2 separate regions of the Capra hircus genome follow, and region 1 is linked to region 2. Evidence: chromatin contacts called from public Hi-C data. All regions are on one chromosome and are shown on one strand. Each heading gives the region's core, a stretch centred on a gene start, on an enhancer-like site or on the middle of the called end of the contact. The rest is flanking DNA. Distances are from core to core; before and after follow the strand shown.

Region 1 (5,808 bases), core at 96-2,595, 86 kb after region 2:
AAAGATCCAGTTTCGGAGGCAGATTAAGTCAGATGCCTGGAAAAGGCTCAGGGCCCTGTGAGGGCTGAGGCTCAGGACCTGTGGAGTTGGAACCAATGGCTCAGACACTCGGGTAACAGCACAGTCATCCCAGAACGGTTCTCCCCACCCATCACCCTTGGCCTTGTCAGGAGACTTGTCTCATCCCAAACCTCACAGCTGGGTTGGGTCAGGCCTCAACCATGAACATTTTTTATATCTCTTTGTGTTGCGTGCCATTATTTATAGAGACACAAGGTAGGATGATCCTTATCTGCAACCCCAAACCTTCAAGCCTCTGAAAACTGAACAAGAATTTTTTAAAATTCATTTGGTAGCAAATTTGACCTGAACAGATCTGGGATCATTTATGATCTTCATTTATTTTATGTATTATGAGTGCTCAAAAGTGCAGCTGTAGAAACACTAATGTGTTTGATTACAAGGAGCTTCCAGACCCCAGTGGGATGTTATGTCATATACAATAGACGCACCATGTCACTTGTCTGAAACTGAAAAATTCTGAATTCTGGAGCATATCTGACCCAAGGGTTTCAGAAAAGAGACTGTGGATTATACTGTTAACCCCATTTAATGGATGAGAAAACTAAGGCTCAAGGAATCAAATGCTTTCATTTGATCCATGCATGACTAGGAAGAGGGAACTCAGAAAACACAGCTAAAGCTGTGGGTTTGAGCACTTTGCTCTACAGCCCACATGTCAGCAGGGTCCATGGGTTGGGGGCCAGGACCAAGGCTTGGGGCTCTGGGACCCAGGATCCACCCTCACGGCCCTCGGCCTCCTTCCACAGCATCTGAAGACACACGTGTCCCGGCCTGGCCTCCCTGCAGCATCACCAGCAGGAGCTGCCGTCTGAGGGACACAGCCCCCCCCCTGCCGGAGGAGAGAGGCTCCAGGGGTGAACGGGGAGGAGCCATGGGGTGAGAGCAAGAGCGTGAGGACCAGATGACGTGGGAAGTAGGAAGTGTTCTGAATTCCCCCCCGCCCCCATTTTGCCTTAACATGTGACTCTTCCCCACTGGGGAAAGGAGACCCTCACCCAGCATGACTCTGGGATGGTATCATGAGGAACCACAGAATAAGCTGATATCATGTTTGATTTTTTTAGCTTCAAAGCTGCCATCCAGGTAAGAGGCCAGAAAAATCTAGAAAGTAGTCTTACCTGAGTGAGGATTTTCCTGGCCTGGGAGACTGGTTAGAGGCTTCCAACCTGGGAACCAAGGGACTGGAAATGATCAAGGATGCTGTGTCTGATGCTGATGGGGGCCTTTCAGGGTATCCCGGGGAGGGGGTGAGGATGAATGGATGATTGGCTCCCGTTTAAGGGCAGGAGCTGAAAGAGGAGGCCCCTGCAGGACGCCTGGGAGGAGACAGTCCTGAGAATGCTCCCGGGACTGGGTGGGGCTGGCAGAGAGGAGATAACAGTGGGGCAGGGGAGGCGGGGATTCCAGGGTCCCAGTGGCCCTGAGGCAGCCCAATAGTCTTCTGACCCAGAAGGGATGCAGGCATGGAGCCAACCTTCCCATGGAGGAGGGGCCTGGACTGGAACTGAGACAGGAGAACAGGGGCCTGAAGGGCCTTCAGGGCTGTGACAGGGACACGTGGCCAGAGTGGCAGGGACCCTCAAGACCACAAAATTGCCCAGGTCACCTGCCCAGGGCAGTCCCGCCAGCCATGGCTGCAGTCCTGCTCACACAGGGGCTCCTCCAGGGTCCAGTGTGGGGGGAGTGAGGCCCCTCCCAGCCCGCCCCCTCCTCAAGGACAGCTGCCCTGTTTCCAAGGAACTATTTGCTGAGAGGGCCCCAGGGCGGAAGGGCCAGCACCCTGAGCCCCAGCCGGCCTCCTGCCATCAGGGCCCTTGTCACCTTTGCTGTAATAAATCCTGGGACAGGCTGAGGCTGAAAGAGAAACACAGAGCCAACCTGAGAACCTCCCTGGGCTCACAAATCTCCTTGAGCCCCAACTGGCAGTGGAGCCCTAGAGCCTGCGGGCCTCCCAGTGGGCACTGCCAGGGTGGGGAGGGGCACTGCTATGAGGGAGGAAGGGAGTGTCATGCTCCCTGTACCCTGGTTGATCCCAGTTTAATGACTTGAACTCACCCTGAAATTCCACTGAAGACTAAGAGACAACTTGAATGCTTTGAATCCATTGAATGCATCAGAGAGAGCATATGGAGAAGAGGAGGCCTGGGGGTTCCAACAACGTGACCCTGGGTCAGGCCTGTGCCCTCTCTGGGCCTCAGTTCCCCCACCTGGAAAGCAGGAAGTGGAAGTTTGTCTGAGTCTCCCAGAAGCCCCTCCTCCTCTCTGTGAGTCTGGACATGGTGCCCCCATCACAGCACAGCCTGGATGTGGCTGAGCCCTGCCTGCCCAGCAGCCAGGCATGTGGACTGGAAGACGGTGAGCCGGGAAGGTTGTGGCCGGGACAGAGGAAGGAAGGAGGAGGTGCCAGAAGGGCAAGAAGGGTGAGATGAGATGGACACTCAGAGTGACAAGGAGTAGAGCCTTCATAGCTGGATGATCATGGCAAGCTACTCAGTAGAACCTCAGCTTCCCCTTCTGTTCAATGTCTCTATACCTACTCTGGGTCAATTAAATGAATAAAAGCACATGATGGGTTCATCAGAGGGCCTGTCACATGGAACCCTCAATCCGTGCCAGCTACCTCCCCGCCCCCCTCACAGAGGACCCAGAAGGCCCCGCCCCACCTGGACATCAGCACGTGCAGCTTGATCTGCTGCAGATCAGGGGCTGCAGGCCAGTGTGCCCTGCAGGGGGACTCTCGATGTGCTCAGTTTTCCATCACAGTGTCATCATGAAAAAATGATGTAGAATCACTAGCATTACTGTTTCTTCCCTGAGTGTTTAGTGGCTGCACATGGGTTTAATTTCACATGAAAATTCGGATTACAGCTCCTTTTCAAGCCTCAGGAGATACATTGTCACCTGGTTTGGTTCCCTTGGCAGTGGGGTTGCTGGAGATAAGCAGCTGCTAGCCTCTTGTTTTCCATCCTCATCTCTGTTTAGTATTCTCTATATTTCTCTCATTCTCATGGATAATTGACATAAAGCAGGACTATGATCATCTCTCCTGTGACTGGTTTCCCGTCTGCAGCATGGCCAGACGTCCTGCCTACTCACAGGAGAGTCCACCCCTCCATGCAGGGAGCATCCATGTCCTCAACCTCAGCCTTCGATGCATTTCAAATGCTGTAGAATCACGTGTAGACATGTGTGTACACACATGCATACATGTTTGTACATACAAGCATACATGTTTGTAGGGAGTATCTGTACCCCTTTTCCTGTTTTGTAAACATGAGACCACGTCTTCCCAGAGCATCTTGCTTTTCCATCACCCCAGACAGGTGCAGCTGGTCCTCTCCAGGGATCCTAGTGCTCTCCATCCCCTTATTTCCTTCCCTCCTGGCTCCTTAGGCATCAGTGGACCATCCCCTGTGAGTCTCAGACACTGGGGGACAGAGGACGCGACAATGGATCCTGGGGTCCATGTGACCGCCATGCTCTAGGGCAGGAGGTCAGCAAGTTTTTCTGAGAATTTTTTAAAAAAATATGACAAAGAATATATTTTTCATATCTGGAAATTAAATCTGGTTTCCTAGATCTGCAACAAATTCTCACAAGCCTGGTGGCTTAAAACAGCAGAAATGTGTTCTCACACAGTTCTGTAGATCACCGTTTTGAAACAAGATGTCAGCAGGGAAGTACTTTCTCTGATGCCCCAGGGGAGGGTCCCACTTTGCCTCTTTAGCTTCTGGAGGCCCTTTAGCTTGTCCCATGTTACTGAACTCTGGCTTGTCTGGTCATCCCTCAAGAAGCCAAATACCGAGAGAGGAGTGTTGGGCTTTGTCTGGGACGAGGTGCCGCTCCTCCACTGTGAACACAATCATCACTCATGTCTGTGCAGCAGCCCATGTTGGACGGTGGTTTGAAAAAAATACTAATGAACATTTCCACCTTTTTTTGTGGATCAACTTGGAGGATTTGGTTTTTTCCAGTTTAGTAGGTCTGAGGTGAGAAAAAGATTGTATGAAGAGTCAGCCACTGACTCTTCTCCTGCACTGAAACCTCTTGCAGGGAATCTTCTCAGTGGAAATGCACCCGTTGGGTGCCCCCAGCCCACCCAGCTCCCAGGGAACACACTCTGGCCAAATCGAGTGATCTGTTGCATCTTAAAAGGAGAGACTACTTCAGACCTCCTTTCTTCCTCACACTCTGGTGACACTAAGGCTGTGTCCCACCAACAAGCTAGAACCCCTCCTCCTCCCGGGGAATGGAGTGGGGGGAGGGGCGCAGATGCTGGGGCAGCGCCTGCCTCGGGCATCAGGACTGGAGCCCCAGAGCTGGGGCGGATTCAGTTCCCTAGAAAGCTGACCCCCTCTACTCCCTCCCTTGCCTGCAGACTCCTCTGTGAACGCGGCAGGCTTTTCACAGTTTCGTTTCCTTTTTGTCTTTACTTTAGTGCCCTTGTTGGAAGAATCCTTATTATGGAGTAAGAGGAAGACCTGCGCATGGAGTTCCCTCCCACTTACCAGATCTTGACAAAAGAGCTCCAACTGCAAAGTACTGGAATCATTTAGAGATCCATGCAGGAACCAATGTCTTTACAACTGAAAACATACACGGGCAAGATTGTATTTAAAGTAGAAAACCATTTTTTTCTTGATTCCAGGGTCATACTGTTAGGGGAAGCACACTGACACAACCACCCACCCCGGCCAGGAACCCTAGTAACCACTTATATGAGTTGTCTTATGACAGGAGGTCCCGGTAAGAAACACAGAACTAATAAGCCACCCCAACCGGAAGAGTTAGGGAAAGGTCAAAAGGAGATACCATGTGTCCGACTACCTTTGGCAATCCTCTCTGGCATCCATCTTGGATGAACAAGGCGTGCACCACCAGGAAGGACTCTGAGTCAGATTGATTGGCTATGGACAACCCAGAAACTAATCCTACCACCATAAAACCCAGACTGAGCCATGCGGCAGAGCTGTTCTCCTGGGTTCCCTTACCCTCCTGCTTTCAGCCCCAGTGCCGTTTCCCAATAAAAATCTCTTGCTTTGTTCGCACATGTGTCTCCTCGGACAATTCATTCCTGAGTGTTAGACAAGAGCCCAGTTTGGGGCCCTGGAAAGGGTCCCTCTTCCTGCAGCAATGCCTCTAGTTTTGCCATCTGCCAAGATGCTTGCCAGTGGACTTGTAGAAGGGATGGATGTAGGTCCCCTCCCCCCACTTCACTGGCTCCCCCAGAACAGATTTCAAACAAACAAGCAATTCTTCCTTGGGAAGAGAGTGGTACAGTCACAAACAAGCCGTTCCCACTTCTGCAGTCTCCAACTGGCCCCAGAGTTCCCAACAGCAAGGAATATGCACCAACAGGTGGGAAGGGGGGCTCCTGGGACCCGCACCCTCTACTCATTCAGTCGAGAGCTCGGTGCTCCTTCAGAGGCCACTTTCCTTCTCTTAACAGAAAGTGAAAGCACTCTGTGAGCAAGGCGTGGGGAGGGCCAGGCAAGCTCCTGAAACCAGCAGTTCGGCAGCTGCTGGAAAAGGCCTACAGATCCTCGCTGGGACTAGCTGGCACTCCACCCTATCTTCCCAGTGGCACTCTGCTCCTTGCTCCAGGAAGAGAGGGAGGGGCTGGAGACTGGGGACCTGACCCCTGCCTGGATGCTCAACATTGTCCCCCAGGTCAGGCCCAGCTGCTTGTCGCTGAAGAAGCCAATACAGAGAGCTAAGTCTTGG
Region 2 (5,469 bases), core at 1,054-3,553:
ACCAGAGACACAAGTAGGATCTCAGCTGCAAGTGATGAGGCCCCACTGACATTCTCTAAGAAGGGGCTGATCCGTCAGAGGCCCACTCTGGAACTGACACGTTGGCTGTAGGAGGAAAATGGAATGGAGGCTGGCTAAGAAGCTGGGTGGCCAGTATGGAGGTTGATTCCGTAGTCCAGGTATGTGATGATGGGCCTTGAGCAAAGACACTTCAGGGGTGGAGGGCAGGGGCAGATTTATGAAATATTTGAGAGCAAACATTCAGCTGGTCTTGATGAGGGGAGGGACACGAATACTGACACTTGATGCCCCGGGGACAGCTGTAACCTCACCTCTCCCTTCTGCTCCCTTGACATCTCAGGCTCTGTCCCAGGTGCTCCCAGCACCCTGCCCCTCCCTCTGGGCACCACCCACCGAGTGCTCTGGGAAGGGAGGCTAAGAAAGGGGGAACCAGCTGGAGCTCAGGGAGGCGGCCTGGGCTCCTGCCTCCATGTTTTCATGAAGCCCCTCCAGGTACACGTGCTATTCCTCCACCTGCACCTGAGGCCCGGCTTGTGTGCTTCTAGAGGGAGGAAGTTTATTAAGAAATGGATCTCTCCTCGCAATTCACCAGGAACCATTCTCTGGAGTGATGTTCCCCCTGCTCCTCAGCCTCCCATCCCTCCTTTTCTCCCTCCTCCTCCTCCTCTCCCATTGTCTGAGGGGCTCAGGTCCTCAGGACTCCAGCCTCGATCACCTATTTTCCGTGCACTTTCTAGTCCTTATCCAGTCAGATGGCTTTAAGTGTTCTAGGCACTGGACAGAGAGCAGAGAACGGAATCAATAGATTCTTCCCTCATAAATCCTACTTATCTAGATGGATAATATGCAAACCAATACATAATAACATGTTATCTGGTAAGAAATATAATGACAAGGGGAAAACAGGTGAAGAGGCAGTTATTGGAATGTGGGGAGTGGATAAGACTGCTCCATGGATGTGACATTTAAGCAGATGCTGAATGAAGTAAACAGGCTGAATGATGACAACTCCCCAATTCCTGCCTCCAGAGCTGATCTCTGCTGAGTGCTAGAGTCTTATCCAGCTACCTCCTGAGTGCTCTCTCTGAATCATGTACGGTACCTTGTAGGGAACAAGGTATAAGGAAGGTTGAGAAGTGCTTGCAAACGAGACTCTCAACCAGGGCTGAACATTCTTGCAAAGGAGATGTTCAGCTAAGAATCCTGTTTGTTCCTGTGGGAAAAGAACATCTCTTGCACACAAGGATGTTTCTCTGATTCCTCAAAAGGAACAGACCCAGGGACAAAACGGATTCTAAGTTGATAAGGAAGTCCCCCAAAACAAAGTCTTGGCTGCAGTAAATAAGTTAAGGTAAAGGTTATCTCGCCCTGCGCCTGCGCACTGTATAGTCGCTGAATTATGGTGTTTGGCAACTTGCCCTGTAGATTGTTGTGCAAAAGATATAAAATAAAGCAGCTGTAACAAGCAAGGAGTTAAAGTGAAAAGATTCAAACCACTCTGCAGTGTTGGTGTTTCATTCCGTCGCTAGCAGTACCTCACACTCAACATGTCCAGTCCCACCTCTTGAACCTCCCACCCTCAGAACACACTGATCCTTTCTCATCTTTCTCATTCAGTCAATGGCTGCACCTTCACAGACGCTCTTCGCAAAATACTTGTGAATCCATGCTCTCTTCTTCGTCTCTAGAGTCACCACCTGGTCCAGATCCATCCATCCCCTCACTTGCTCTCCTGCCACAAGCTTCCTGCTAATGACTCTGTTTCCATTCTTTACCCCAATGTCTGCTTTGGAGTGAACCTAACTAAGAACACTCTTCAGGCTTCTCTCTGCTCCCTCAGGATGAAACACACATCCCAAAATATCACCTCCAAAGCCCTGCAAGCTCACACCTCTTTCTACCTCTCCTGCCTCTTTGCCTCCCTCCCTCCAGCTCCTGAGAACTTCCCCCAATTCATCTTGGTCATCTCAAGGCCTTTCCACTGACATGTCTACATGTCCCCCAAACCTGAACTGAGACCAGAGCTCCACCTAGCACATAGCAGTCCTGTGCTCAGTCAATGATACTCTAAGCCTCAGTTTCATCATCCAGAAAATAGAAATAATTAGCACCTGCTTTTAGACATGATTGCTCTTGATTAGACCTGAAGAGAACATCTCTGGCAACTTAAGCAGAGAACAACTGTACTGGAGAGCTCCTGGTTAGCTTAGAGAATTATTAGGGTGGGACCAGGCTCAGAAATAGGCTCAGACCAGGAAGGCAGGAGCTAGGCAGCCAGGGCACAGCCAAGGGCAGCTGGTCCAGGCACCGTGGCCCTTGGAAGCACACGCAGGATGCTGCTGCAGGCCCCACAGAAGGAGATGATCTGACCTGTATCTTTTTGTCACCTGCTCCTTAGGTGTGAGTCCAAGCCCAGGTGTGTCAGGTTAATTATTTACCTGCCCTTTTATGTTTCTTATTGAAGTTCAGGCCCAGTCTCCCCGCAAGACTCAATATAGGGGGGAGTTCACGTTCTCAGTGATTCTCCTTCACAGAGATGTCCATTATACACGACCATGATGTTGTTAGGAGATTAAATAACACAAAACCCGGTGATCCTGTAACATTTGCACTAAAGACAGAAAGAACAGAATGTAACCTGGTCAGGAGATTCAACCTGGATCCTGAGGCTGTAAGGTAATATTCATAAGGCTATATTATAAAGTCATATTCATTCAACAAATACCCGCTTGTGTCAGCCCAGTTCAGTGCTGGGAATATACTCATAGTGAAAGAGGGAAATGCTCTTCCTGGTGCGTCTATATTGTAGTGTTTATGTTTGAAGCCTCATAGTTTACTTGAAGCTGAATGTAGAGTTTTGCATTCCATTTTACAATAGGTCATAACAATATACACAGAACATATTAGGCCTGTTTCCACAAAAAAATAACAGCTTCTTACAAATGGGCTAGGGACTCTGTCCCCCTATTTGCTTGATGATGCAGAATATGCCTATAAGGAGCAACTTCTTGGCACCAAGAACAAAGCTTAAGAGAAGTTTGTGGAGCTGGAAGAGGAGAAAGCAGGGGTGCCAGGGTCCTGTGGTTGGGGGAAGAGATTGAGATGATGGAGGGATCTGGGTCTATGCCAGCTTCTGCAGGGTCCAGGAACAGAATATGCTGGAATCCCTCCTTCCTCCTGAAGCACCAGAAAGAAACACAAGCTCCTTCTTCTTAGGGATTAGCATAAGGAGTGGTCCCAGACTAGCAAAGAGAGTGTTACTAGGGGCGGTGGTCTGGGCTGATGGGCAGCTGGCCCCGGCTCAGCAGGGACGTGGACCACTGCGGTCACCAGGTGGCCTGAGGGATGGCGTGCTGCTGGCATCAGTGGGCAGCTGGGAGCCTGAAGGGCAAGCAGGCTGCAGCTGGGACCAGGGGACTGCCTTCCCTTGGCTGTAGTGCTGAGAGGGTGTCCTTTGTCCTAAGGCTTGTCAGGGCCAATGCAGGGAGGGGAAGAGGCCCAGAGGGAGCCCCGCTCCATGAGCTGCCCAGATGGATGGTTTCTGAGAACTCTGTTGCCTGAGGAAGCTCACTCTTCTTCCAGACAAAGCGCTGGAGGGATTTATGGAAACAGAGGCTGGTTGGAGTGGGGGCGAGGAGACGGGTTTGAACGGAGCTCCTGTCGTCACTGCCCAAGCCCCGGTCAGAAGTAGATTCAGAAAAGAGCAGCTGGAGCAAACCCTCACCCTCCCAGGCTGGCTCCACAAGAGACCTCAGGTTACAGCTCACAGGTTCTGTCAGCTGAGAAAGGGGCCCTGAGGCCTTGGGGTGCAGTGGGGCTGCGTGGACACAAGAGTTACAAGAGGTCACACGTGCCGTGCTCACTGCAGGTCGAGCTCTGCTGTGGATTCATTTGCTCCTCCCAGCAACCCCTGAACTGTGCACTCAGTGTCCCCATTTTCACAGGCACAGAGAGGTCAACTGGCCAATCACACAGATAGGAAGTGGCAGAGCTGGGATTTGAAGCTAGATACTTGGTTCAAGATTTTAAACTCTCCCTGGATTTGGCATTGTACCTTAGACCCAAGAGGAATGGAACAGCTATTTCTTCAGCAACAACAATCTGACTAGGTGACTTATTTCTATTTCATCTTCAGAGATTTAGTTATTGTCATCCCCATCTGGAGTGGTCCCAGACTAGCAAAGAGAGTGTTACTGGGGGCAGTGGTCTGGGCTGATGGGCAGGTTTGTGCGGGCATCTCTCAGCTCCTCCCCCAGCCTGTCCGTCAAAGTTGCAGGGAACATGGAAACCATCTGCCAACCACCCCTCCCTGACCCTGCTTCTCCAGTTGGTATATTTTTCAAACTTAAATTTTATTTTCTTGAAAAGGTAATATATTTACATGGCTCAAAATAAAAATATTCTTTTAAAAGCCATGATTGAGAAACCTCACTTCTACCTGTGGCTCCATCTACTCTCTCTTCAATTCCTCTTCCTGATTAAGACCAGGCATCTGCCCCACTGAACTCAGGGGGGTCCTTTCTGTGTTTCTTGAAGCAAACCAATCATCTATAGACATTTTTTTTTATTGTATTTCTCTCCCTATTATACATTTTAAAATAGCATACTATATATTTCACTGTTTTTACTTTGTATATACTGGAGCTATTTCCTTATCATTATTTGAGAGCATCCTCATTTTTCCCAGCTGTTTAGTATTCCTTCTTCTGTCTACACCATAGTTTATTAATCACCACCCTAAAGATGAGCATATGAATCACTTCCAATCTTTCCAATCTTATTTTCAAATGAGATCTTGAGTGGGAGTTTGATTCAAGCCAGATTGCTCTGGTTAGAGAAAATGTGGGGTGGGCCAACACCCTACTTGCAACCCCACCATCTCACTAGAAACCAAGGTCTCCAGAGGACATAGCTTAAAAACCATGATTTTAGCCTTATTTTCCTATTTTATAAATGGGAAACCGGAGCTCAGATCAGTGACAAGATTCATCCATGCTCATGAGTTATCCTGTGGCAGAACTGAAACCAGAAACCAGATCTCTTGGGCTCTGCTCTCCATGCAACTCATGGCTCATCTCCAGGGAGACCAGACCAAGGCTCTGGGGCCACTTGCCTGGAGGCAGGACCACATGTGACTGTGGACCCAGCTGTGGACCCCGACCTACCTCTTTCCCCCTCTGGGTTTCCATTTCCTGTCCTACCATTTGGGATCTGTCCCTTTGTACTCCCAACAGGAAAGATCAGGGAAAGGCTGCGTTGGGAAGGACCAGGGTCTCTGGCACCCCTCCCCCATCTAGCAGATGAGGAAACTGACTCAGCAGCAGTGAGTGCCCTCCTCAGGGGATGGGGCAGGTTTGTGCAGAACGAGGGTGGACGGGGCAGAATCCCAGCCTGGAGGATGCTGCCACCACACTTGTCACAAGCAACGTGGGGCCATGGACAGACAGC

Evidence for each region. Hi-C and Micro-C count contacts between places; a contact is called where the count stands out from the background.
Region 1: a Hi-C map of liver shows a contact between it and region 2, with 11 times the contacts expected there. The contact joins the promoter of LOC102174020 here to the enhancer-like site in region 2. A contact is called at or near these places in 2 of 5 Hi-C or Micro-C datasets (blood and liver).

What each region holds. Positions count from the first base shown.
Region 1 is chr21:19,118,873-19,124,680 of ARS1.2, forward strand. LOC102174020 (myeloid-associated differentiation marker-like) reads right to left here and starts at 1,346. Exons shown (of 2, transcript XM_018066599.1): 1 at 1,203-1,346; 2 at 1-78.
Region 2 is chr21:19,031,913-19,037,381 of ARS1.2, forward strand. No RefSeq gene overlaps it. Among named protein-coding and RNA genes, the nearest start is that of ISG20, 150 kb to the left of the region's middle. Within about 2 kb of position 2,304, at least 1 of the 5 cell types and tissues checked has an H3K27ac peak or open chromatin away from gene starts, as enhancers often do.